Regions from separate parts of the Mus musculus genome. Here region 1 is linked to region 2. Evidence: chromatin contacts called from public Hi-C data. All regions are on one chromosome and are shown on one strand. The core of a region is the stretch at or near the end of the contact, and the rest is flanking DNA. Distances in the headings are between cores, read along the strand shown. Region 1 has its middle 52 kb from the start of Gm39601. Region 2 has its middle 200 kb from the start of Gm39601.

What was found. Hi-C and Micro-C count contacts between places; a contact is called where the count stands out from the background.
Region 1: a Hi-C map of uterus shows a contact between it and region 2, with 8 times the contacts expected there. The contact joins two enhancer-like sites. A contact is called at or near these places in 4 of 484 Hi-C or Micro-C datasets (all in uterus) and 1 of 115 datasets of contacts at active chromatin or transcription factors (fibro-adipogenic progenitors).

Annotation. Positions count from the first base shown.
Region 1 is chr11:19,667,873-19,674,263 of GRCm38.p6, reverse strand. No RefSeq gene overlaps it. Among named protein-coding and RNA genes, the nearest start is that of Gm39601, 52 kb to the right of the region's middle. Within about 2 kb of position 2,968, at least 13 of the 459 cell types and tissues checked have an H3K27ac peak or open chromatin away from gene starts, as enhancers often do. A contact at or near this core is called in uterus, where this site is marked.
Region 2 is chr11:19,419,317-19,425,811 of GRCm38.p6, reverse strand. No RefSeq gene overlaps it. Among named protein-coding and RNA genes, the nearest start is that of Gm39601, 200 kb to the left of the region's middle. Within about 2 kb of position 1,656, at least 41 of the 459 cell types and tissues checked have an H3K27ac peak or open chromatin away from gene starts, as enhancers often do. A contact at or near this core is called in uterus, where this site is marked.

The DNA of each region.
Region 1 (6,391 bases), core at 1,719-4,218, 250 kb before region 2:
GTGTGTACGTGCATGTGTGTGTACCGTGTACTGCGTTGCTACTACTAAAGCCGAGTTTTGTTCTTTGAGGAATGCAAAAATCACACAGTGTGGTATGTTGCCGAGTGGGTCAAAGTATACAGTTGAATATGTTAAATACACTTGAGGATGTATTGGAGAATACTGTAGTGTTTTGCACAGATGGGACCTTCTTTTACCATATTGATTGAAATAAAGTATTAGCAGAATTGTGAGAGATGACGAGACAGACAGCTCCTTCTGTCTTCCACTATGATCTCCTGTGATGACCTTTGAACGGTCACACTGGAGTCAGCTGTAGAGCCTTGCAGCCCCATGGAGTTCTGATTAAATGGGTCAGACATTTCATCTTGACTCTGACAGTTAGAAAAGCTCCTTAGGTTGATTAAAACTCCAGTGCACCCTGACGACATCTTTAGAGGTGCCTTTCCACGTGCAGGACCCATTTTGGCTTTTTCTGTGTGTTCCCGAATCCACCGAACCACCCCTCAGCTTCTTCCATGTAAGTCATGGATTTTCAAAAATATAGGGAACTTAGAATCCCCCTGGGACAGGGTGCAGATATTTAGCCATGTCTCTAGACCCTTGTGATTACTACAGTGACAGGGTATGGTCCTAGCGGTTAATGAGTAGAGGCCAGCCATGTCACTAAACGTCCTGTTATGTACAGGGCAGGCCCACAAGGAAATGATCTGCCTTGAATATCAATACAGCCAAGCTTGAGGAGACCTGCCTTAGCTTAATCTCTCTCAGTTTACAAATGGGAAAATGGAGTCTGGCGGTGATGGTTTGATATGTGCAAGGATTCATGTGCAATTATTGGCAGAATAAAGTCCCTAACAGCATAGTGCTGTGGTAGAAGCCCCCACTTACTCTCTAACCTTTCCCCTTTCAACCTGCTGCCCTGGAATATTTGTATTCATCTTGCCTCCTTCCTCCTCAACAGTCCCCAAGCTTTCAGTGGCCATGATTTGTTTCCCACAGTTTAGCATTTCAAATTTGCTTTTAGAAGAGCCTGCCTATTTAAGATGAATTGTGTGGGTTCAACCTGCCTCGCTTTCCTCTGCTGGGGAATGGCATTCTTGCAATTTGACACCAGCAATGGGTAGGTTTTTTTTACTGGTCAGCACCTCTGATTGGAAGTTATATAAATCTTTGATTAATTTTAAAAAATGGGCAAATGAGGTAATTGTTACTTCATAAATCTGGCTTAATGAAGAAAATGTTTCTAATTTAGGCACTCACAAAATGAAATGTTAAAAGAGCGGCTTGTGATGAAGAGCGTGGCAGTCTCCTGCCTCCCCTAGTGATGGGATGTGTACTGCTGGGGACTGCCTCTTGCTCCCAGAGCTGCTGGGCCAGGGTTAGGCAGGCAACAAAGGCTTTGGACTCCTTCCCCTTTCTTTATACTCTCCAGAGAGATAAACTAACTGGTCATTACTGGAAGGCAGTGTTTAGGAAAATTCATATCCCAAATATGTATTTAAAAAAACTTTCTATTTCTCTTAAAATTTATTATTATTATTTTTTGAAACAGGGTCTCACTATGTAGCCCAGGCTAGCCTATAACTTACTATGTAGACTAGTGGTTCTCAACCTTCCTAATGTTGCAACCTTTTAATACAGTTCCTCATGTTGTGGTGACCCCTAACCATAAAATTACTTTTATTGCTACTTCATAACTGTAATTTTGTTGTTGTTATGAATTGTAATGTAAATATCCAATATGCAGGATATCTGATATGTGACTTCCAAAGGAGTCCGGACCCACAGGTTGAGAACAATTGATATAGACCCATTTGGCCTCAAACTCAGAGGTTCATCTGTCTCTGCCTCCTAACTGCTAATTAAAGGTGTGTGCAATCATGTCCAGCACAACTCTTTATTCTTTGGTTGTGAGTCTTAGCCTTTAACAATGTGTGTGTGTGTGTGTTTGTGTGTATGTGTGTGTGTGTGAGAGAGAGAGAGATATTTCCAGCCATTATCTTTTTATTCTCTCTCTATTTTTTATTTTTTTGTGTGTCTGTGAACATACTGTTGTGAATAATGAAGTCATCGAGTTAAATAATGTAACTTTATTCTCAACATTTAGCTCATCAGAATCTCTAACATAATGTGAGACACAGTTATTCCTGGTTCTAATTTGAATGGCCTGGGTGGAGTCTAGGAGGGCTAGTGCTTCCTGGCTCGCCTGGTGTGTCTTTGGTGCAGCTTGAATTAAGAATTCATCAGCAGACAACAGCATTCAAATGCCTGCAGAACTTCACTATGCACTGGTTCTTGTGTCTACCATGGAGTTTTGGATTTAATTTACCTAGAGCTCAGCAGCCTTAGCTTTGGGCGAAGGCAGGGGTAAGTGGGGGCGTGGCTCTGAGGAGCTATTAGGAGCCATGCGCCTATATTGTGATATTCACCTGCCTCTACGTCAATAACTTTAGAGTTTATCGGGCAGAGTTACTCTAAATTGCGAGAACACCGATTCTAGTGACAGAAGGAAAAACCCCCTTCAGGGTGCAGGGACAGTAATGTTACAAGATTAGTAATTATAAAGAAAAGCGATGTTTTTCATTGTTGACAAAGGATGAGACCAGCAAGGGGATAGTACTTATTGTGACAGCCTTGTCTTCCCAAGTGACAGAAGATTCGTGAACAGTAGGGAGCTGCCTTTTTGGGGTACAAACAATCCAGTGTAATTGGCACCAACGCTGACAGCCCTGTAGGTTTCCAATTTTACTTTAAAAGGCTGAACCTTTGCCAAGATCTAAGGTCTTCCTCCGATTGGGAGAGCTGAGCTCCCCAGGGTAACCGTTGTGAGGAGCCTGATGCTAGGTCTATAGAGGTCTCCCCCTAGAAGAGGCATCGGGGAAACAGCCCCTGGGCCTGGAATGTTCAGTCTCAGCCACAGTTGGCTTTCTGCTTCTCCACAGAAGCCACTTGGGAGCAGTGTGGCTTTGCTTGTGAGGAAGGCCGCACAGGGAGCCTTCCCGGAACCCACGGCACAGCCGGGGAACCTGGAGTCCCCTGTGATGACAAGTGAAATATTTCACAGAATATAAATCTTTCATCTTGCAAATGTTCCTTTGGTGAGAAATCAGACAGTGGGTAAGGAGTGGGCAGAGTCCTTCCCGGTGAATAAAACGAAAAGGGACGCTTCCTGCCTTTGTTCTGTGACTTGTTAGTGCCAAGTTGTGCTAAAGGAGATTTTTCTGCTTGAGATGGGTTCATTGCCCACAACAGACCCTTTAGCTCACTGACACTATGCATGTGTGGAGCTGGAGCGGAGAGGGGGGAGAGGAGAGAGAGAGAGAGAGAGAGAGAGAGAGAGAGAGAGAGAGAGAGAGAGAGAGAGAGAGAGAGAGAGAGCGCCAGCGAGCCCAGGCCTTCTGGTAAAGGTTAAACAGGAGCATGTGACTTGTATCCTCTCAGTCTTGCTTTCACAAGCACTTAAATAGAGTTGATCTGGGTCTTTGACTTAGGTCCTTAACTATTTATGCAGCTTGCCTCCCAGAAGTCCCATCTAAAGCATCGCTTTATAAAGTTATCATGAGATATCTGTGAGAGGTTATTAGTACTGTGTCCACATTTCTGGGCTCTCGCTGGTTTGTAAGGTCTTTGGGGGTCATTAGAAAGGGAAGAAGAAAGGGAACAGGAAGCTGGGGATGGAAGTCTGGGATGATGGGGCAGGGGTGCAGGGAAGAGGGGCGAGAGAGGATCAGAAGGATCTCCCCCAAACTGTCCTGGCGAGAGGAAGCTGGGTTAAAGAATGGATGCGATCAGCAGAGAAGGTGTCTAGGTTCCTATGAGCTGATGCTCATGGGTAGCTTGGACCCAGCATACAAGCCTACTAGTCATTCTTGCTCTTTGAGTCTCTGAGGAGCAGACATCTGACTAATAAAGATTAGAAGTCAGCTAGTACCAGGCCAACAAGGAAGTGCTTCACTGTAGAGAAAATATACAGGGATACCATGAATGTTTGGGGACTTCACACAGAAAATGAAAGGGGAGTGGATCCCGGGCATCTACAAATGATCTATCTATGACAGAGAAAGTCCTTCAGGTGAGCAGCCCCGAGTAGGGTTGGAGCAGTGACCATGCTCATTGCTTGGTGGGATTTTTGGATTTTTTCTACTGAGGGTTGATATCTGGGAGAGTAAAATCTCTAGATTTGATTGTGCCAGTCATCTGACTGTGAAACCTGAAGGTTACAGACTTCTGCTCCTCAGCAAGGTGTGGGAGAGATGAAAAGCTCTTTCTCTGTTTCTTCCTCCTTGTTTTACACACTGATGCTGCATTTTCCCGTGGAATTCCCACCCACAGGACTACAGTTGCTTTTCCATTGCTGGGAGGGGACACCATGACCAAGGCAATTTAGAAAAGAAGGCGTTTAATTGGGGGTTTGCTTGCTGTTTCAGAGGGTGAGTCTAAGATCATCATGGTGGGGAACATGGCAGTAGGCAGGGCATGGGAGCAATTGAGAGCTGACATTTCATTGTACAAGCAGGAGAGTGGAGAGAGGGGGAAGGAGGCAGGGGTGGGAAGAGGAAGGAACAGAGAGAGGGAGAGGGAGAGGAAGTGAAAACTTGGCCTGCTACAGGTTTTTGAAATCTCAAAGGCCACCTCTAGATACATCTTCTTTCTTCTTCTTCTTCTTCTTCTTCTTCTTCTTCTTCTTCTTCTTCTTCTTCTTCTTCTTCTTCTTCTTCTTCTTCTTCTTCTTCTCCTCCTCCTCTTCTTCTTCTTCTTCTTCTTCTTCTTCTTCTTCTTCTTCTCTTCTTCTTCTTCTTCTTCTTCTTCTTCTTCTTCTTCTTCTTCTTCTTCTTCTTCTTCTTCTTCTTCTTCTTCTTCTTCTTCTCCTTCTCCTCCTTCTCCTTCTCCTTCTCCTTCTCCTCCTCCTCCTCCTCCTTCTCCTCCTCCCCCCTGTCCTCCCCACCCCCTCCTCCTCCTTCTCCTCCTCCCCCCTGTCCTCCCCACCCCCTCCTCCTCCTTCTTCTTCTTGTTTTTGAGACAAGGTTTCTCTGCATAGCCCTGGTTGTCCTGGAACTCACTTTGTAGACCAGGCTGGCCTCGAACTCAGAAATTTGCCTGCCTCTGTCTCCCGAGTGCTGGGATTAAAGGCGCGTGCCACCATACATCTTCAACAAGGTCAAACCTCCTTATCTTTCTCCAAATACTTCCACCAACTAGGTACCAAATATTCAAATCTATGAATATGTGGGGACTGTTCTCATCCAAATCACTACACATGGCTTTGGATCAACCTCCCCTTGAAAGGAAGGAAGGTAACATCACCTATAAACTGACAAACAATTGAGGATCAACCATCCTATTAAGCTGAAAGCCCTCACTCTCCATTTACCTTGAGAACTATGACAGTATTACCTGGCACCCTATAACAAGATCTTAAGTGGTGGTACCTGAATGATCATGTTCAATGGCAGAGCATCTTGGATGGTTAGTGTCTTCATCAGGGATACAGTTGTTGTGATGACCAGACTAGGACCAAGCAACTTGTGTAAGGAATGGCTTGTTGGTTTACACTTCCACAGCATCCACTGTTCATCACTGAAGGAAGTCAAGAAAGAAACTTAAGCAGGGCAGAAACCTGCCTGGAGGCAGTAGCTTATGTAGAGGCCTTTGAGGAGTGCTGCCTTCTGACTTGTTCTGCTGCCTTGATACAGAACCCAGGGCCACCAGCCCAGGGATGGCACTACCTTCAACAGGCTGCACCCTCCCCTAACAATCACTAATTGAGAAAATGTCATACAGGATTGCCTGCAGCCTGATGTTATGGAGGTGTTTTCTCATTTGGGGTTCCCTACTCTCCAGCGACTCTAGCTTATGTCAAGTTGACATAAAACTAGCCAGCACAGTTAGTCAAGGCATTGTATCAACTTGTCCTAGGGGACAGGTAAACAAATATCTATCCATCCTAGATTGGGCACTAATAACAGACCAAAGTCTTGCAAAGCGAGCCAATGAGTTTAACTGTGGTTATTTACAGAAGCACAGGTAAGGGGTTACTTGTAGAAGAATGGGCAGCTTACAAACAAGTATACCACTGAAGAACGTGCCTCTAGCCCTTGCAGCTGTTAAGTATTTACATAGCCTCAGGGAAGGGTAGGGTCTGGTGTGTCTGGTGAACTGCCTTTCAGGCCCTCTCAATGGTCCACATCTTGTGCATGTCTTGGGTGAGTTATCACAGATACTGAGAGTTCAGGAAGACAGCCTTGTCAAATGCCTACAGGACAGCGTTCTACCGCTTCACCTGTGCTTTCACCTCCTCTCTGCTTCCCTGTCTTAGTTATAGCCTGAAACTTAGAGGTGGCTGTGTAGATGTCCTGTTTATGGCTGAACATTCAATAGACACGTATTC
Region 2 (6,495 bases), core at 407-2,906:
TAGTTAAGCCCTTATTTACCTTCTCCCAGCTGGGCATGGGGTTCATAGCACCTCTGTGTTTGTCAGGCCTTGCAAAAATTCTGCTAATTTTGTTTGGCCAAACTCCTCTATACCTGATTGTCTTTAGTGTCTGATTAAGTTCCTCATGGCCCCAGCTCCCCTTAGGTCTTATCACCTTGGCCTGACTTATCAAGACTCCTGGAGTATGGCTCACCTGTGATGTCTCTTCTTTGTTATTCTTCATCTGTAGCCCCTCCCTCCATCCCACTTCTGGGCCATCCATTTCTGCTTGATTCTTTTTGGAGGCCTCCTTTGATCTATTGCAATAATTTTTCTTCTCTGAAAAGAATCTGTAGTTACTTTGCTGCTCAGCTCTGGTTTTTCTGTGACACCAACAGGAGTGTGGAGGCTTTCTTTTTCTTCTCTGCCCATCCTGTCTTTGGGGTTTGCCTGGGATGCTAATTCTTGCCTGTATGGATGGATCCGAAGATCCCATCAAACATGGACCAGCCCCCAAACTGTCTTTTTCGTATTCTGCAATCTCACTTCCATACTAAGTTACCATAACTAAACTAGGATATGTGAAATTCTCTTTTGCCTTTAAATTTTTATTCCTTAATACTATTTCAAACACAGGGGACTGCCATTGTAACTTTTTACTTGGGAGTCCCATGCCTTTTGTATGTTAGCATTTGATTTCCATATAAAAAGGTTCAATTTTTTTTTATTTTGTTTTATGAACTTTCTGAAATGTTCTTGATGGTGATATAATACACCAGTAAGTAAATACTGACTTAGGGAGTGATTTTCTTTTGTCTAACTTCAGCATTCAGGGAAGAACACAGCCGCAGCCATCACTCTGTGGGGCTATGTGGTGTTAATGTAAGGTTTTGATTAGAGACTTTTCATCCCCCATTCTCCACTTATTTTATCAACTCTCAGAATTTTCACTAGTTCTGCAAAGGCATCCCAGGGGGAATCCACGCCATGTTTTAATGGCTCGGGGACAGACAGGATAATGCTACATATCTCTGGGTTTCTTTACATCCGGGCATTTACTCTGTATGCCTCAGGGTCCAGGTAAAATGTTGGCTTGGGTGGCTGATTTGAAACCTGAGCCTCCCACACATCTGCTGTGGACACTGACTGCGGCAGAGAAAGTGACTTCTCTTCAAGTTTTATTTGGGTCATAAAAATTCATGCTGTGTACCGCCTCTTTCGGAATCCGTTCCATTAAATGTGGCTAGGTCCAGAGTACACTCTGGAGGAAGCCAGGAAGGACATTAAAATGCTTAGTCTATGACACACTTCCTTATTTTTGTCATTTTGACATTTATGTGTTGTTTCATTAGGGATTTTTAAGAGAAGACCCCTTTTCGGCAAGAAGTTTTCCCCAGATCGCCATAAGAACCCACAGTTTATAATCAAACAGCTGTCTGGGTTGCATGTCAGCTGAGCCGGACCACCTGCTGGCGGTTAACCTCTGGAAGGTTATTATGAGACAATTGTTGTTGTTGTTTGTTTAAAAAGTTTCAGAGCTTAAGGAAAATATTAGTAATGAGTGACTTAACCTGTTCTGTTTACTGTTCCCCTCAGCTTGCAGATGGCGTTCGGAGGCCAGAGGGAGGATTCCACTAAAGCCAACACTATTTTGCACTTGTTTTGGAGACAAACCATAAAAATAGGCTTGGCAGCAAGGAGTCTGCCCCGGGAGGAGGAGCGGGCAGCATTGCAAAAGCCCTTTAAAAGGAAATAACCATTTGTGGTGACTGGATGCAAACGTACCATCTCAACGCAGCCCTTGGATTCCACACGTGGTCCATATTAAGCTGAGGTCTGGCAGAGCCGCCCACCTTCGGAGCATGTGTCTTTCAGCCATGGCATTCTGGAGTTTGCCATCTGTTTTCTTCACTTCCCTGCTCATCCCTCTCACCAATGGGGGAGACGGCTGAGAGAGTTCTCTCAGACAGCCGCTGGGGGATAATTTTCTAAGTCCTATAAAACCCAGTCTCTGCACATCTTTTTGTATGAACCGATTACAAGGTGACCTGCCTCTCTCCTCGGGTCTATGGGGTCTGAATGCCCTTTGCAGAGGCGGAAATGGCTTTTTTTGTGGTGCAATTAGGGACAGCCAAGGATAGCAGCTAGCAGGATGAGATATTCTGTGAGGGTCAGAAAACCCCATTTCACCCCTATTCTCAGTGTCTTGAAAAGTGACCAGCTTGTGGTGGGCACTCTCTAAATATAAGTGAATGAATACCAGCACCACTATCTCCTTCTGCTTCTCCTCCTCTCCCTGGTCCTCTTCTTTCTGCTGCTGCTTCTCCTCCCCTCCTTTATTGTCTGCTTACTTCCTTGTTTATCACTCAAGTAACACAGTGGTTAGGAAATGTGGTTGACTCTCAGCATTCACATCACAAAAGTGTCAAAATCTTTTCTGGCTGTGAATTACAGAACATTTAGGGTTGAATATTTGGGCAAAAGCCTGCAGCAGCTGACCTACAGAGCCAAAGAAAATGAAAGAGGGAAATATGACTTGGGTCTGAAGCAACAGAATGGGCCTAACTGTGTCGTTGGACAAGTTAATTCATCTCTCTGATTCTCTACTTCTTCTATTATACAGTGGAATAAGGTCAGGTTTCCTACAGGGATTTTTGTTGCCCTGTGAAAGTAAAGCCTGGTGCAGAAGAGAGGCCATGTTTACTACTGTTACTAATGGACTGTTGTTACCCCTCTGTACTGGCTACTTTTGTGTCAACTTGACACAGGCTGGAGTTATCACAGAGAAAGGAGCTTCAGTTGGGGAAATACCTCCATGAGATCCAACTGTAAGGCATTTTCTCAATTAGTGATCAAGGGGGAAAGGCCCCTTGTGGGTGGTGCCATCTCTGGGCTGGTAGTCTTGGTTCTATAAGAGAGCAGGCTGAGCAAGCCAGGGGAAGCAAGCCAGTAAAGAACATCCCTCCATGGCCTCTGCATCAGCTCATGCTTTCTGACCTGCTTGAGTTCCAGTCCTGCATCCTTTGGTGATCAACAGCAATGTGGAAAGTGTAAGCTGAATAAACCCTTTCCTCCCCAGCTTGCTTCTTGGTCATGATGTTTGTGAGGGAATAGAAATCCTGACTAAGACACCCTCTATGAATATAATTATAGCAATGTTATGGTCATTATATTACTTCTTTCTCACACTCACTGAGAAAATTCCCACCATCCACAGCATTTTGTGACAGAAACTGCACAGATTTGGCCAGTTCTGGTCTCTCCCCAGTAACTGAATAACTGAGAGCCAGTCGTTTGACTTCTGAACTTGGCTGTTCCCATGTTTGAAGTTAGAGAAACGATTTTGCTGATGATACCTGGTAGAGAAACTTTGGGTAAAATGAGCTTTTTACATCTGATTCCTTTGTAGAATATTTACTGGTTTTATCAACAAATAGTGCAAAGCTACTTGGTCCACTGTTAAATATTTAAGAGCTCATTGTTTGGTTCTGCTCATTTCACCTAAGCAAGTATTATGCAATTGCTCTGCCCAACCTTGAGCTAAATGCAGCTATACCTATAGTCAGGGGAGCTCTGAGTGTGGTTATGGAAACCGTCCCAAAACTGCACGCAGCTAACTCTGTGATGCTGAAGTTTCTGTATGCTAACTTTGTTCCATGTTCCATATTGATCTCTCAAGACAAAGATGGTAGAGACAGGTCAGAGAGAGAGAGAGAGAGAGAGAGAGAGAGAGAGAGAGAGAGAATAGTTCCTTGCACTTGCATTTGTAAAGGACTCTTTCATGCTTGGGTTGTGCTAGGGCCATCCTAGGAGAACTTGAGGTCAGGGCTTTCACTATTTCATATCTCGGCTCCTGCAAATGACAATGAACTTTGATCTTCTCTTATGAGCGTCCTAAGAGTCTTTTCCTCCACTATGGCGCCGTAGGTAGATTGCTGAGCAGGAGCTCCCACGTAGCTTCTAATGAGTGGATGGAGGGTGCCTTGAGGCCTTATCGTGCCCATGATACTCTCATTCTAGCTGTTAAATCAATGCTTATCTAAAAAAAATAAGTATTGAAAAAATACCTAACATACGTTGAAGTCAAAGCCTGCGCTTGCACTGCGATTTTATGACATGCATAGTTATGGCCATACTCGCCACTTATCCCATTTGCCATTTATTCTGTGTACTCAGTGCTTACAGGAGATTTTTGTAGACGTAGGGCATGCCATTCATTTACAAGTTATTCTTCTGCTTGCTAGTAGTATTCATCTTCACACCCGTGAGCAAAAATAAGTAGAATGTTATAAGCACAAAGTGCTGTCCTTATTTTCTCCTTGTGTTCTCAGTGCCATCCGCTGTAAGGTAGTAATACGGGGAGACACAGTGATGACATGAGTATCTGGTTATGCCCATTGGTTGTTCTTCACTTATTAGTAATCCTGGAGATCTCAATGGATGCTCTAGCACTTTCGTATTTTATAAAATTGCTTCTTTTTTTTTTCTAGTTCCAAGGCATGTGTGGAGTAGAGCTCCTGATGACATTTCAAGACTCCTCCAAGTGTCTAATGTGTAAGTGGTACCGAGTTCTGGGCATAGATTCCATGTGCTGGAAGTCTAGTGGGCTTCTAGGAAGACTGCAAACCAACAGGTCTAAGACCCTCTGGGGTCAACTTCTTGTCCATCAAAGGAGACTCTTTTTCAAAGTTCTGTTCTTATTGGTCTGAGAGAGTGAGTTTTACATCTGTGGAGAACTTTGCAAGTTCAATACAGCCGCACATCTTGGGAAAGAGGGACAGTCTGTTGGGTGTGGTGTGTCTGTTGGATCTGAGCGGAGCTGAACTCATCGTAGAGGAAAACTATTCAGCAGAGAGGCAATGAAGATCTTGTCTTAGGAGCTCTTATTGAGAGCTAGCTTACTCTAGTTCCTGGCCATGCAAAGTGCTAGAGAGCAATTTATATTACCAGCTAGGACAGTAATATTGGGAGCTTACAGAGATGACAGAGTAATCTTGTTAGCTAGACTACTTTTCTATATTGAAAATATAAAGTATTCTGCATCAAATCATATAATCCACGTTTCCCTTTCTCTCTTTAATTTGATTATGAGCTATTGCCATGCTTTGCCATAAAATATGAAAGTTTTACATTCTGATAGTTTTTCAAATGCTGATTTTACTTTCTGTGCAAATACTTCAAATCTTTCCAGCATAATTATTTAGCAGCCTTTTCAGGTTAATTATTGTCATTAACAATATGAGTCCTATGAGGGAATATCAATTAAAATATGCACAGCTGAACTTTCAAATGAGTAAATAATTTAGTTTTAGAAAATGACTGGAAACAGCAGGGTAACAGTCAAAAGGGGAACAATTATTTTAATGCTTATTTGACAAATGAGTCATTTTTACAGCAAATTAGATTCTTATCATAGCACCCCTACTGGTTACCACAGGAAAGCTGTTAACAGGAGTTTTTAAAATAAAAGCTGTTAAGTTATGCATGCAAAGTTAAGGAAATCATTTGTATGAGGGAAAGGTGATTAGGATATGCATTGTTAGCTGATGGAATACTGCCACTGGGATCTAATTAGGGCGATAAATCACGCAAAATGATGTGTGTATATAGGGCTGGAAGGATTAGCCTGATGTGTGCTCCTGACAGCACAAGGACCAATTCCTCCAACTTTCCTGTCTGCATTTATCTTTGTACTGGCCAGACCCTAAAGTCCTACTCAACGGCAGGGTGGGATAGAAGCCCAAGTTACAAATCTCTGTCAAGGTTGCTGGAGAGATTTCTAAAATGGGCTCCTATCCTTCCTATTAGGGAAATACTCCAGAAACATAGATGGTAGGTAGCCTTTAAGCTTTGACATGAATTTCAGCTCATACTTGGTCAATTTAATTTGGTTTATTTAAAAAAAAATTGTCTCAATAATTTTAGAAGGAAAGGAGAAAGAGAAGACCAGAGGAATTTGTAGAAACCATGTACTATTTCTAAGATGTGAGTTCAGAGTTTCGAAAGTCAAATAAGTCTTTGCACTGGTTCCCAGCTCTTGCCTGAAATCCTGACCTGAATTCTTACCAGATCAGTTTAGTCTTCTCCAGGACACACATCGAAACCACATCCTTCAACTTGTGTGGAAAGTTACATCAACTGAGTTTTATGGAAGTAGCTCACTGACCCCAAAACTCAGACCCGGAGACATGAGGGTACACCGCTGCCACATTGGTATCTGCAGGGCAGGTGGACTTGCCTGATGGACACGCTGGACCCTTCCAGGTGGGCTGAGTGGGAAGCTGGTGGGAGAGTGGCTGTTTGTGCCTTCACAGGTTCTGCAGGTGACGCTGATGCACGCCCAGGCTTGAGAAAGCCTCACTTAGGCTAATCCCCGGGAAACTGACAGTAAGTCTTGTGGGAGACTCCACAGTGATTCTAAGGCATCTTTAGGACTTAAGGGTCTTTAGAAGGCAGCAGCCCTGCCCTCCCCGCCTACTCCCATCTTTGTTACCT